Regions from separate parts of the Mus musculus genome. Here regions 2, 3 and 4 are each linked to region 1. A link is a contact called in public promoter capture Hi-C data. All regions are on one chromosome and are shown on one strand. The core of a region is the stretch at or near the end of the contact, and the rest is flanking DNA. Distances in the headings are between cores, read along the strand shown.

Region 1 (3,337 bases), core at 369-2,868:
CTCTGGGGGGAGGCACAGGCAGAAACAATGACAGCTGTACCACTTAAGTGCCTTCGGAGTCATAGCACAAGCTGAGGGTAGATGGCACCCCACACGGCTTGTCAAGTCCCTCCTACTTAGAACATACCCCACAGGGAGGCTGGCCCAGAGACCTGGAATGAAGCGTAAATTTCCTTCAGGCCCTGAGCAATAAGAATAAAAAATATAAATAAGCCACAATGACACTTGCTACAAACTTGAGGGTGAAAAATCATATTATTCCTCAGAGGACTTACATTCTCAGAACTGCTGACAGTCAAAAGGCTGGACAGAGACAGAGTCCTTGCCTTTTGGAATGTAAACTTAAGGAGTGCCAGGAGCCTGACTATATATGGGAACGTGTGATTGAAGGCAGCCACACTAGGAAGTAGGGGGTGGCCCAGCATGTCAGTTCATGAAGACAGGAAAGGTCGGTTCCGGCCTGTCCCGGCCAGTGCACTAGTCAGCACCAGGCTGTCCCAATCCTGCCCGGTGCGGTGCGGTGCAGTACGTGTGTTTGAGATGGTTCAGCCCACAGCTCCTGCGTTCTTGTGTTCATTTATGCAGCTCTGGAACCCTGGTGGGAGGCTCTGGAGGCGGGACACAGTCTCAGACCTGGTGGCTTTTATTTACCAGAGCTGAAGCGCTATGAGGAAGGAGAGCAAATGTACAGTCGCTCTGTCCAGCCTCAGGGGAGCGAGCACTTTGCTAGTAAGCAAACTTGGCTGCTCAGAAGTCACATCAGCTATCCAGCCTGCTTGGTGGCACAACCCCTTACAGAATCCCACCTTTTCTTGCCAGCCCAAGAACAACCCCTTGCAGAGGTTCCTCAAGGTTCCCCTTCCTTGTAAGGTCTGAGTACACTTGCTCCCTTGAGGTGAATGGATCTCTGTCAGCAGATGGTGGCCTGCCTCAGGTGCCTCTACACCTTACTCTGTCCTGCCATTAGTTCCACATGTTGTGGTGACCCCCAACCATAAAATTAGTTTGTTGCTATTTCACAACTGTAATTTTGCTATTGTTATGAATTCTAATGCAAATATCTGTGTTTTCTGATGGTCTCAGGTGACCCGTGTAAAAGGGTCATTTGACCCCCAAAGAGGTCATGACCTACAGACTGAGAACCACTGCTTTAGACATTGGGGATTCACAGCACCTATCATGCCTTAGGCAATGGATGGATGGATGGATGGATGGATGGATGGACACCTAGTCCCTGAGGATTCTGCCTGCCCGTGCTGTCTGCAGCATCCCCTGGTCCGGGACCTAGCACAGCTGGCTAGGTTTGACGGCAACAGGTAAGAAGATGAGTGTCCTGGCTGGCATCCCTGACTATTCCTATGGGACAGGAAGATGGGGAGGGGCAGCCAGTGGTGGGCTGGAGCAGGCCTCTGAAGTCTCCCCAGGCCTTTCCCATCAGGAAGCACATCCTGTTAGTGTCTGGCTCTGTGGCAGGGCTGCTATTTGTTGCAGTTGGCTACGCCCTCCTGCTCACCAAAAACAGCCTCAAAAACAACCATTTCCTCTCTGCTGAGAGACAGGGAAACGGGAGCTCACACACATACGCGCATACACATGCTTCCTTGTGGCAGGCGTTCTGCTTTTCAGGACCTGCCATTTGTGGCAGAGATACCAAGACGGGATACATAGCAGAGAGGTGGCCAAACCCACACTGCGTCCACAACCCTGTTCCTCCATCAGACTGGCTCCCACAGCCCGTTCTGAGGCGCGTAACCTGGCTGATTCCCACGCTGTGCCTGCCTCCCGAGTTGCTGTCCATTTTCCACTGCTGTAGGCAAGAGGCACTGTGGACACAGCCTCCCTGGCCTCTGTTCCAAAGAAGACGACCCACTTACAACTCTGGATTCTCGCTGGTGCAGCCAGTGCCCCAGATTTCTCCCTGGAATGGGTCTTGGGGAGACCAGCTTCAGCACAGGCTTGTCCCTGCTCCAGGCTCAAGAGGCAGGCTAAGACAGGGCTGTGAGTAGCTCTCTTGGACCCGTCCCATGGGCGACATCCTCCTGTGCCGGGCTGGAGCTGCCGCATAGCTTCCCAAGGATGAGTGCTGATGTCCTCTAGCCACCCCTAGCAGCATCTTGGCTTTCTCTGGATGCACAGCGGCTGACTGGGACTTGGAACTCTCCGAGATAGACAGTCCTGGAAGTCAGAGATGACTCTCCAGAAGCTTGTGGCCACCGCTGTGCTGGTGGCCCTGGTCTCCCTCATCCTCAACAACGCAGCAGCCTTCACCCCCAATTGGGTGTACCAGACGCTGGAGGACGGACGCAAGCGGAGTGTGGGGCTGTGGAAGTCTTGCTGGCTGGTGGACAGGGGTAAGGGAGTCACAAGCCCTGGGACTCGAACTGGGCAGGTGGACACCCATGACTGTGAGGTTCTAGGATGGGGCTCGGAATCAGCAGGTTTCCAGGAGTCCCGAGGCACCGTCAAACGTAAGTCTTGTTATTTTTCTGTCACCTTCCAGTGGTTAGGTGAGGGGAGGTTGTGTCCGTCCATGCTGAGGGTGGCAGCAGGGAACCTGCACCTCCTGCCCACCCTGACAAGCAACGCTACAGAGCTCCACTGTTCAGCTTAGACTCTGTCTGTGGCTTCCTTCACAAGAAGTCACTCCCGTGGCTGGAGGCTCCTTCTCTGCCATTACATGTGGCTGAAGGATGAAAGATGGGTATCCTAATCAAAGCAAGTCATTTTTCCTTGGTTAGAAAGAAATATTACTTAATAAGGAAAACAAGAAGTGTGAGAACATGTGGCTGAGTTCTGTCTTAACGGCTGAGGTGGTCAGGGCCTTTCGGACAGTGCAGGAGACTCTGGCTGGGATGTCCGGGAGACCAGAGGAGGCACAGAGCAGCAAAGGGCAGAGTGTTACCTCCCTGACGCCCATGGTGGCCTTTTCCTTTCCCAGCTCTCTTGTTCTGGGGTCTATGCACTACCCTGGGAGTTGGAAACGTCTCTTTAAATAGCATGCACTGTTTGAGAGTACGAGAATAAAGGGCCTCATAAATATGAGGATGCAATCTAAAATCGACACATCTGCTGACATGTGAGTTCTTTCCTGGTAATGACCCCCTAAAGCAGACAAGAGGGTCTGTCTAACAAGTACCCAGTCTCCTACAAACTGCCTTGGAGGCTACAGGTCAGATGGCGGCTGTCGGGAGATGACGCTGGTCTTTAGAAAGCATGCGACGTAGGTGAACATCTGTTCAGTGTAAGGGGACTTCCTGGAAATCCTGAGCAATGTGCCCAGTGCAACCACCTCAGCCCTGGTCATGACTGACACAGGGCTTGCCGACAAGGCAGGGGA
Region 2 (3,512 bases), core at 931-3,430, 1.1 Mb before region 1:
TTCCATGAAATCTATCTTTTGCTCATTCTCACAGAATACACACTTTACCTGCTAACAATGCTGATGGCTAGATTACTAATGGCTACAAGGAAAAGGCATGTACAAATAAGAGATGGGTCACAATTATGACATTTCTGCAGCTAATGACTTCTTAGGCAAGCTATAATCTCAGCCTCAGCAGGACCAGCCTGTTTCTTAAGTTCACAGGCCCTATGACTGTGGTTTGCTGCTCACTGACCTCCTATACCTCTCTTTAACCTCAGTCACTTTCTGGTAGTTCTGTCTGCATGTGGTAAGCACATTGGATATCTAAAACATCACACCAGCCCATCGTGTCTACTATGCTCTTATCTAGGATATCATCACAGGAAAAAGGGGCCTGCACTCCTGGCTACCTGTACCTGAACACGAAACATTCCCCAAAATTACTAACACTGAAACAGCCCAATTTCCAATAACCCCTGGGCTCCCACAGAGAACATCTAACACTTAAGGCACACAGAAATACCACACATAAAGCAGCTATGATAATTCAGTAAGAATCTAAAGCCCATTGCACCAAATCCAGCCTCAAATCTGCAACCAAGACTTATAAAGTGACTCTATAAAGGTAATATATAAACCTGATATCATATATAAAATTCCCTTTGACACTGTCAAAACACACAGCCCTGGGTGTATTTGTATATATTGCTTATACTCAAGTATAGCTTCCAAGCTTATGATTTAGGTGGAACGTGGAAGTAATAATATGACTATCATACTAACGAGCCATTGATTAAATTCTTGAAAGGTCAGGACTCTCATTTCATATCTAGTGCAGTCCCCCATCACATAAAGTCGTAACGGTGTTTCTCTGAAAGATGTAGGACAAGTCAATACTGCTGAAAAATCAAACAAAATCTCTGTGCTCCCTATATTTTCTCGGCCCTGAAGTGGGCTCTAAAACTGAAACCAGCTAGTACTGCCTCTCTCAGGTAAAGTCAGACTCCATGTTCTCCAAAACGGACTGTGAGTAAAGGAACGCATTGGAGTAAAGGGGAGGAGTACACAGTTATTGCGAACTCTTTACAAGTTATCTTCAGATGAGCCGAAAAAAATCCTTATGCCCAACTAAAAATGCTCGCTCTGGGCTTTGGTTTTGGGTGAATTTGTTTTGTTTGGGGGGAGCATTATTAAGTAAGGCAATGAACACCAGGACAAGTGGTTATCTGGCAAGCCAAACCACACCAGAGAGTGCCCTCCTTGGATTGTTCTTACTCGTCCCTACTTTACTTTTTCATAGGGACTAGGGGATAGCGCAAAGGAAGACACACACACAGTCTAGCACCAGCAGCTTCTCAGCACCCACTCACCCATATCCTAAATGTGTCCCAGACCCATCAACAGTACACCACACTCGGCAGACACACACCCACCTGTACATCATTCTTAGAATCCTTGCTTTTCCTTAGTCCCTGGTCCTGTTCAAACAGGCCTTGCTTTCCCCATGCCCTACTATCGTCCTGTCCCTGGCACATCGCCCCCCCCACCCCCAAGCCCTTCTCCTCATATATACCTAGCATACCATGCAGTCCCCACGCCTCTACTCATACTGCGGAGCCTGCCACCTCTTCCGCTCAACGTCCCCTTGGATCTCAGGTCTCCCTACGCCGGGCACAACCTCGCACATCAGGGGCCGCGCTCCGGCACGCCTCCCGCCCGCAACCCGCGCGCCCCTCTCTTCCGGGTCCGCGTACGCCGGCCTAGCGCGGCCTACTCCCGCAGCCCCGGGCAGCAGGCCTCCGCGCCACAGGAGCGCGCCCGTCGGCTCCCACTACTCACCAGCGCGCGGCGGCTGTGGAGGCGCGGCCCGGGGCCTGGCTCCCGGCCCGGCGAGGCCCATGCGCTCAGCGGCGGCTCAGCGGGCGGGCCACGGCGGGGGCGCGGCCCTGGGGGGCCCCCATCGCGGCGGCGGCGGCGGCTCGGCGACCCGTGGCCCGGAGGCGGCGCAAGGCAGGCCGCAGAGCGCCGCCAAAACCGGCTGCTCACTCTCACCAGCCCTCTCTGGAACCAGGCTCCAGCCCGACCCCAGCAGGCTCCTGCGGCGGCGGCCGCAAGCGCTTCCCTGAGCCGGGAGCCTGAGCCCAGAGCCCTGAAGCCCAGGCCTGAGCGCCCCCGCCGGCGCCGCCCGGAAGTGCGGGGGCGGGGCCGTGGTGTGGGGCGGGACTGCTGCGGAGGCTGGGTCTCGTTGTAGAGGCAGAACCACGGTGTGGGGCGGAGCTTCTAACACGGGGCGGGTGGGAGTCCGAGGACAAGAAGAGTAAGGGGCAGAGTCTTGAGCGAAAGGCGGGACTGCGGCGTACTCAGGAGCCAAGCACTGTCTTGCGGTGGTGAAGGCGGGGCGTGAACTAGGAGTGCCGCTGAAAAGAAACGTAGCCGCGGAGGATGCCCAATGGGGCAACGACTACTGCTCGTCCCGAAAGGTGCCATGGGAAACAGCCCTGAGCGCGCTCAACAACCACAGCCATCACTGAACCCTAGGCCAGTACACTGAAGGCAGACCACTCATATCTGATCGCAGATGCTATTGAGAGAGTAGAGTTTCTGGGTAGCTGGTCGCCCTCCACACAAATACACACATAACACTTATAATGTCTGCAAGGCATCTCTTGCTAAGTCTGCAAGCGCAAAGAGTCAACTCCATTTTGCCCCACCACAGGAACATAGATGCACAACTCTCTACTTGGCAGGTCTCAACCCTCGGTCAGCCACATCCCAAGGAGAAATATGTGAACACAAGTAATTACTGCACTTAAGAATGTCATCTACCAGTCAAATCAGCCCCTGACACCTCTCAGGTAGTCCATTTTGCAGACAAAAAGTTGTGACCTAGGCTTAGTACGCACCCACCCAGACCTCACCTTGGCCAGAGGACTCCTGGTACCCATACCACCCTATACTGGCTGCATCTGCACTTGCCATCTACATGCTTTTATACTGCTGCTGCCAGTGCCACTGCCATGTTTTGTTCTGGACATTGTTCTCCCTCATTGCCTTGTCCCTTCTTCATGGCTCACAGGCAAAAGCAGTAGTACTGGCTTCAGACTCTAAACCCACAGCTGACTGGGGTGATCCTAACCCTGCCACCTGTCCCTTAAGAGGACTTAGCACAGTACCGAGGACCAGGATTGCTATGTATAGAGAAGGAACCACTTGAACTATAGCTACTAGGGTGACCAAGCCTGACAAATTCCCCTCCTAGACTCATCACTGAGCCTCAGGTCTGGGGCTGGGGTATAGATAGTGCCCCCCCCCTCAAATGCCAGGACAAGTTTCATGTTCACTTCTGTCCATCTAATGCAGCCTCAGGTCCTCCGGCCTCTGGGCACTGGAGACTCTCTAGCAGCCCCTGACCCAGACCATTCAGCCTCATACCATTAGAAGAAACAATCACGACCACTGAGTGAGCAGTAGATAGCCTTGGCCTTGGGCATCCTCCCCACTCCCAAACCCGGACCCCAATGCTTGCC
Region 3 (3,390 bases), core at 436-2,935, 1.0 Mb before region 1:
AATATTGGACCATGTCCTTGTGTACAAAAGTGCCAGACAACCTTTGGGGCATTGTCAAAGGTGACTTCACCTGCCTCAAAGGAGAGACATTAAAATTTTATGCTTAAAATGGAAATGGTCTACTTACTAGTTCTGCTATCTCAGCACTGTGTGACCTTTCCTGGGAGATATGAACAAATGCTTGTTCACCCCCTCTAGGGCACCAATAACAGACTAGAGTAACAATTCCAACCATTTCCAGTTGGTGAACCCATGAGTTCGTTGGACTGGCTTATGGGACCGTGGATGAGAGATTGGCCACAGAAACATGGGTGACCTCAGGACAGCCGAGTCACTGAAAGGTCCCCCTGCCCCCAGCATGGGCAGTGACAGCAAGCCTGATGGGATCCTGCTTTCAGTTTACCTACCTCCTACAGGGGAGTAGAAAGTCCTAGGTGAGGAGTTAAGGCCAGTGTATAATGCCGATCCTGGATTACTACTCCCCTAGTCCCAGCTACCACCGTATTCTACTTATTTCATTGGCACGACTACAGGGCCAAGCTATAGGTCACCAGAGCAATGATGCACCATGATGTCCCATAGTCATGACAAATGTGGAGGAAATTGCTTTACTCAAGCACTTTAATGAGTGTTTTTATGCATGGTATAAAACATTAGGCCTGAAGCTTAGAGCTTTGAGTAAAGAAAGGAAGGATCCCTCGACTTTGGGTAAATGCAAGAACCAAGCAAGAATCCAGGGCCCATGAAATTGAGAATCCAATTGGGGTTCTTTTGCGGGCGCTGGTATAGCTCCTGCCCATCTGATTTGTCTGAGGATGGCAGTAAAGAATAGACCGGACCTGAGGCTTCTTCAAGGCCCAGTGAGCGAGCCTTCAGTAGGAGTACACACCAGTCTTTGTGGGTATTGTGTATCAGGTCTCCTGAAGTTGGAACAGCAGAGCCTAACACTCCAAGGGCTACTCTCATCTCTCCCTCAATGCAACCCAGGCACAAAAGAGTATCCTCCACTCCCGACCTGATGCTGTCCATGATGACCACCACGGCCTGATGTCCATTTATGTTCACATTGACACATGTAAGTCACATCTCACCCCGGATCCCAGAGTCACTGATTCAGTTGCAGGTACATCATGACAGCTTCTGTGGCTAATTTGATAAGTCATTTCACTCTTTGACATCTAGACAATGGAACCCAGTTCTTGGTTCTCTGAGTTTCAGTGCAGTGATTCTTGCCAGCCAGCAAGAGGTTCACTCTGGACTTTCCACCCGGGTTAGCCACGAGAGGGAGCTATTGGGTTTGCAAGCTCCAGATTCTCTGCACTGGGAGGTAGTGTCCAAGAGCGGTGTTCATCTGGAGTTCCGACTTCCACAGCTGATAGCACGCAGCCCGGCCAGCTTGGGTATATGGACTAAGTGGCTGCACAGACACCAACTGGGAAAGGAACCGGGCATTTAACTGGCTGGAGCGTCTCTGGGCCTCTGTATCAGTGCCTCCTCCCATTCTCAGTCCCAGCAGGCTGCGCGCCACCGAGGGCGGGGTGTCCGCCTGGTCGAGTGGGAAGGGCTGGAGGCTGGGAGTTGCGGGAGGGTCTGTGATAGGAAGGCTTGAAGGGCCCAGGCACCTTTTTGGGGTGGGGCGCCCCTGTCCCACCCCCGTCTGATGGGCGGCTTGATGTGGGGGCAGAACTTTGGTCCTGGATCTTTCTGGGCGGAGCGAGCAACCTGCAGAACGCTGCGTTTTGCGTTGGAAAGGTAGATCTGGTTCCTGGTTCCACTGTCCTTGCCATCCCGGACACGCAGCAATCATGGCCCAGCCGCCGCCCGACGTTGAGGGGGATGACTGTCTTCCTGAATACCACCATCTCTTCTGCCCGGATCTTCTCCAGTGAGCTAAAGCAGGGAACCAGGGGGCGATCCAGACTTGGGGCACAGGGTTTAACGAATCTGCCACTGGATGTGACATCACAGAGGACAGATGCTCAGTACTCCGTTCCTGGGCAATCGTAGACCTGAAGTTTCTTGGGGTTCTGGAAGAATGGGATGAGGGACTGAGGGTGGAAGCTGCTCACTTTGTTTTGTTTTGTTTTAGAGACAGGGTTTCTCTGTATAGCCTTGGCTGTCCTGGAAGTCACTTTGTAGACCAGGCTAGCCTCGAACTCAGAAATCCGCCTGCCTCTGCCTCCCGAGTGCTGGAATTAAAGGCGTGCGACACCACGCCCGGCGCTTGCTCACTTTTGAAAACAAGTCTCTCTTGGTAACTTACTACGCAGAAAATTTTAGGCTAAATAAACTCCTTCACCTCCGAACTTCTAGGGAGCCTAAAAATAACCGACTTTAAAGATTGCAGTTTTATGGCTGGGGATTTATGTCTTGCAAATTCATTGAGTACCTGTTTAGCAGGAGCATGTTTTCCTTCATAGCGAAACTGGGTAGAAGTTCATGGAGTGAAAGTTCTCCACGGGCCGCTTATCTATTTGAGCTTGAGTTAACAGAGATCTATCTATCTAAAGCTCTTCGAGATGAGGTTTCTCTGTGAAGCCCTGGCTGTCCTAGAACTCTCTCTGTAGACCAGGCTGGCTTTTAATTCTTGGTCCCCCTGTCTCCACTTCTCACAGGCTGGAATTACAGGCATGCATCCCCCATCAAGCTAAAACATGGTTTTCAAAGAAGAGTTTAGGGACTAGAGAGATGGCTGAATAAGTTCAGAGCACTTACTGTTCTTGCAGGAGACCCAGCATTGGTTCCCAGCATCCACACGAGGACTCAACTCTCTGTAGGCACACAGGCAAAACACTCATACTGGTAAAACAAATAAATATTTAAAAATGACTACATTTTCTTGTTTTTGAAGGGACAAAGTGGCCTTTATCACAGGTGGTGGTTCTGGGATTGGCTTCCGGATCGCAGAGATTTTCATGAGGTACACACTACCGGAACCCTTCCTGCCACCTTACGTCCCTTTGTCTGGATCTTGGTGGATTTGGGGGAGTGGTTGAATGCTGTCTTGGGGAGAGGTCAGGACCTTTGTGGTCTCCTAGAATTAGTTGAGACTGTGTGTGACTAGCCTCACAGCCTCGTACGTTGACGGGGTGCTGCTGATGTGGGAGAAGAGTGTCCCTTGGACACAGGTTTTGTGACCTCATTGAGAGGATTAGCAGCTCGATACCAAAGCTGGTGGAGGCTCAGAATTGTGGAGGTGGAGGTAGAAGAACCCTTCTCCAGTCTTCCCCAGCACTCAGCTTTTCACAACTGGACGTGAGTCCCACAAGAATCGACTGAGGCTCCAAGTAGTAGATTATTATTCAGAGCTGGTGGCTTTATGAAGTTTCTTCTAGTAGAACAAAGCCCTGTCTATTCAGAGTCGGGAAGATTAAATAAGCTGGTGTAGCT
Region 4 (3,123 bases), core at 532-3,031, 1.0 Mb before region 1:
ATTGGCATAAGGTTGAGTAGAGAGTGGGAAAAGAAAGTCCTGAACTTTCCCTGAGAATTTAAGCAAAGGTACTCTGCCCCACACCTTCCAAACCCCAGCAACTGTCAGAGATACTACCCACACGTCAAAGCAGCCAGGGCCACAGAGCCACTTGTCCCCCACCCAGCCATCAACTCTCACTTGGGCTTAATCCCAGGGCTGGAGAAGGAGGAACAAATAGGATGTGGTATGGAGCAATCTATCAGAAGGTCTTTAGGGAACACTGCCTTTCATTTCAAACTATACCAACTCCTCGGAAACCAAAAACAACAACCCTCAAAGAAACAAGAGCTCCGGGCTGGAGAGATGGCTCAGCGGTTAAGATCACTGACTGCTCTTCCAAATGTCCTGAGTGCAAATCCCAGTAACCACATGGTGGCTCACAACCATCCCTAGTGAGATTTGACTCCCCCTTCTGGAGTGTCTGAAGACAGCTACAGTGTACTTACATATAATAAATAAATAAATCTTTAAAAAAAGAAACAAGGGGCTGGTGAGATGGCTCAGTGGGTAAGAGCACCCGACTGCTCTTCCGAAGGTCCGAAGTTCAAATCCCAGCAACCACATGGTGGCTCACAACCATCCGTAATGAGATCTGACTCCCTCTTCCGGAGTGTCTGAAGACAGCTACAGTGTAATTACATATAATAAAAATAAATAAATAAGTAAATAAATAAATAAATAAAAAAGAAAGAAACAAGAGCTCCAAGGGAGGAGGGGGTGGAAATGGGAGGTACAGTCAACATCCGGAAAGGTCCAAGGAACACCAGGTAGCACAAAGGTCTCCCGGGGAGTTTCCCGCCGGGCAAGAGAAGGGAAAGTACTCATCTTTCCTATTTCTAAATGTCTGCGGGTAGGCAGAACACAGAGGGTCAAAGATCTAACTGCCTCCTTAAACTGTAGTCCAGTGCGTTCCCACTTGCGGAGCAGAAATAACAAAAAGCAGTTAGGAAGCTCCCCTATAAGGGAGTACCCTTTCTTTACATCCATTCTGGTCAGCCAGCTTCTCTAGGGCCAGCTGGCAGCACAGTCGGTGAGAAGCAAAATCAGCAATCAAGAGTGACCTTCCTGGGATTGGATTAGGAACATAATGCTGGTTAGACCCCCCCTAGTCCAGGGTCTGCCCAACTTTCTCTAGCTCAACCCTTCTACCAGATACTGTCCCTTGCGTCACCACGGTTCAGCTATTCTTCGGAGATAGGTTCCTCTACCTCCCAGCTCTTGGGTGCCACAGTCGCGTCTCTAAAGCACAGGAGAGACGGACCGGTAGAATCCGCTCCAAGTGAGCGAACTCGGCGGGCCCGGAACGGAAAAGCGGGCATGGGGGTTTTTCTGGCCCGGATGCCCCGCAGGGGGCGCAACCCAAGATGAGAACCTCGTTTCAACGCCGCGCCAGGTGAACGCACAGGTGCCCCCCGTGAGTCACAATCCCCGCCTCCCGCCCGCCCCCGGCCCGCGCCGCGGATGGCGCTGTAGGCCCGCGGGCTCACCGCTCTCCTTGCTGTTGCTGGCGGCGGCAGGCGGAGGCCGAGCCAGGAGCAGCAGCAGCAGCAGCAGTGACCCGGTCGCTGCCTCCCGCGCTGTGCCCCCGGCCCCAACCCGGCCCATGGCTCGGCGCTCAGCCCGAGCTACCCCTCCCGCGTCCCGCGCCGCTCGCCCCCGCCTGGGCAGCCCCCGCCGCCTCTGCGGCCGCCGCCACTGCCTCTGCCCGGAGCTCCCATGGCTCCGATAGACCTGCCGCCAGCGCCCCGGGCACTTCCGCCTCCGAGGCCCCGCCCCGCAGGGAGCCGGCCTGCGGTCTAGGTTCCTGAGGATGCTGGACCGCGTCACCTTGGCCAGAGTGGAGGCGAACAGCAGGGGGCCGAAAAGGTCTCATTGGAAGGGGACACGGATTCACTGGGGATCACTCAGCTTGAGGGGGTGGGCGGCAAAGGATGAAGGGTCCTGTCGAACGCTTTGGGGTACCAGACGACAGATGTCACGTATACGTGACATATACGCCCGAAGGTGCACTCTGACCTTGCCTGGAAGAACCGAACCTCCAGCTGCTCTCAGGACCCCTCACACCATAACCATAAACTGCCGCAAAAGTATAAGAGACCAAATGGAAACGGGAAGGTGCACTTTGAGTAACCGAGTTTCATGTCAGTGTCAGATGAACTACTCTGGGTACCAAAGGGATATATTCCAAACATGTTAAAGATGTGGTTGCAAACTGAAAGCCCAAAAAGAGAAGTTGAGGCTTTTTTCAGAGGGGTTCGATGCAACAACAAAAGTAAAACAATGCACTAAAAACATGCGTACAAAAATAAGCCAAACATTTGTGGCCCGTGCCTTTAATTCCAGCACTGGGGAGGCAAAGGCAGGCAGACCTCTGAGTTCAAGGCCAGGGTAGTTTACAAATAAAGTCCAGGACAGCCAAAGCTATTACACAGAGAAACCCTGTCTTGAGAAAAAAAAATTATAAATAACACCAGGTCAGGTTGCAGCCTATCATGAAAAGCTGAGTACAGTGGATCTCAGCTGAAGTCCCAGTGCTGGCAAGGCTAGAACAAGAAAATCACCAAGAGTGAGGCCAGCCTGACCTACAGATACTAGTAAAGTGCTCCCCACATCAGTATTACCTGCCTTTTCAGGAAAGTGATAAGGGACCAGGGTGGTCATGGTGCACACCTTTAATCCCAGCACTTGGGAGGCAGAGACAGACCAACCTCTGAGTTCCAGGTACTCAGAGAAACCCTGTTTTGAAAAGCTGGGGGAAAAAAGTCAAAGTGCTACATGCTACAGGATTCCTAAAACATTATGCAAATTAGAACAACAGGACCACCTCCTGTGTTAGAGAATGTTAAAAAGTTGGAGCATATTTATCCTTTTGCCAAACAAAGATCAAAAAGCTCTTTGGGGAGATGGGGCCCAAATTAAGGAATGTCCCCAAGGAGCCTCCGAACTCTCCAAAAATAGCCCCAGCCTGTAGGAAAACTATTTCCTTTGTTATCCTGCCAGGGTTCACTGAAGTGTGGGGCTGCATCCACCCACTGTTCTAATGGTAGATGCATATATAAAGTGGTCACCCCTACTGAAAGT

The links. Promoter capture Hi-C pulls out the DNA fragments that hold promoters and counts their contacts.
Region 2: a contact with region 1 is called in a promoter capture Hi-C map of liver, with 4 times the contacts expected there. The contact joins the promoter of Axin1 here to the promoter of Tmem204 in region 1. A contact is called at or near these places in 2 of 39 promoter capture datasets (both in liver) and 1 of 115 datasets of contacts at active chromatin or transcription factors (pancreatic cancer cells).
Region 3: a contact with region 1 is called in a promoter capture Hi-C map of liver, with 3 times the contacts expected there. The contact joins the promoter of Decr2 here to the promoter of Tmem204 in region 1. A contact is called at or near these places in 4 of 39 promoter capture datasets (hippocampal neurons, liver and pre-B cells) and 1 of 9 other capture datasets (liver).
Region 4: a promoter capture Hi-C map of liver shows a contact between it and region 1, with 4 times the contacts expected there. The contact joins the promoter of Pgap6 here to the promoter of Tmem204 in region 1. A contact is called at or near these places in 3 of 39 promoter capture datasets (liver and pre-B cells) and 1 of 115 datasets of contacts at active chromatin or transcription factors (pancreatic cancer cells).

The regions. Positions count from the first base shown.
Region 1 is chr17:25,079,395-25,082,731 of GRCm38.p6, reverse strand. It overlaps Tmem204 (transmembrane protein 204), which reads left to right and starts at 1,618. Exons shown (of 3, transcript NM_001001183.1): 1 at 1,618-2,468. The coding sequence starts at 2,189. All of the region lies in intron 18 of Ift140 (intraflagellar transport 140), which reads right to left.
Region 2 is chr17:26,137,354-26,140,865 of GRCm38.p6, reverse strand. Axin1 (axin 1) reads right to left here and starts at 2,180. Exons shown (of 11, transcript NM_009733.2): 1 at 1,825-2,180. Gm46600 (a long non-coding RNA gene) reads left to right here and starts at 2,114. Exons shown (of 3, transcript XR_001782196.2): 1 at 2,114-2,465.
Region 3 is chr17:26,088,459-26,091,848 of GRCm38.p6, reverse strand. Decr2 (2-4-dienoyl-Coenzyme A reductase 2, peroxisomal) reads left to right here and starts at 1,685. Exons shown (of 9, transcript NM_011933.2): 1 at 1,685-1,885; 2 at 2,852-2,920. The coding sequence starts at 1,806. Nme4 (NME/NM23 nucleoside diphosphate kinase 4) reads left to right here. Exons shown (of 5, transcript NM_019731.1): 5 at 1-104.
Region 4 is chr17:26,111,974-26,115,096 of GRCm38.p6, reverse strand. Pgap6 (post-glycosylphosphatidylinositol attachment to proteins 6) reads right to left here and starts at 1,781. Exons shown (of 13, transcript NM_021793.2): 1 at 1,530-1,781. The coding sequence starts at 1,647.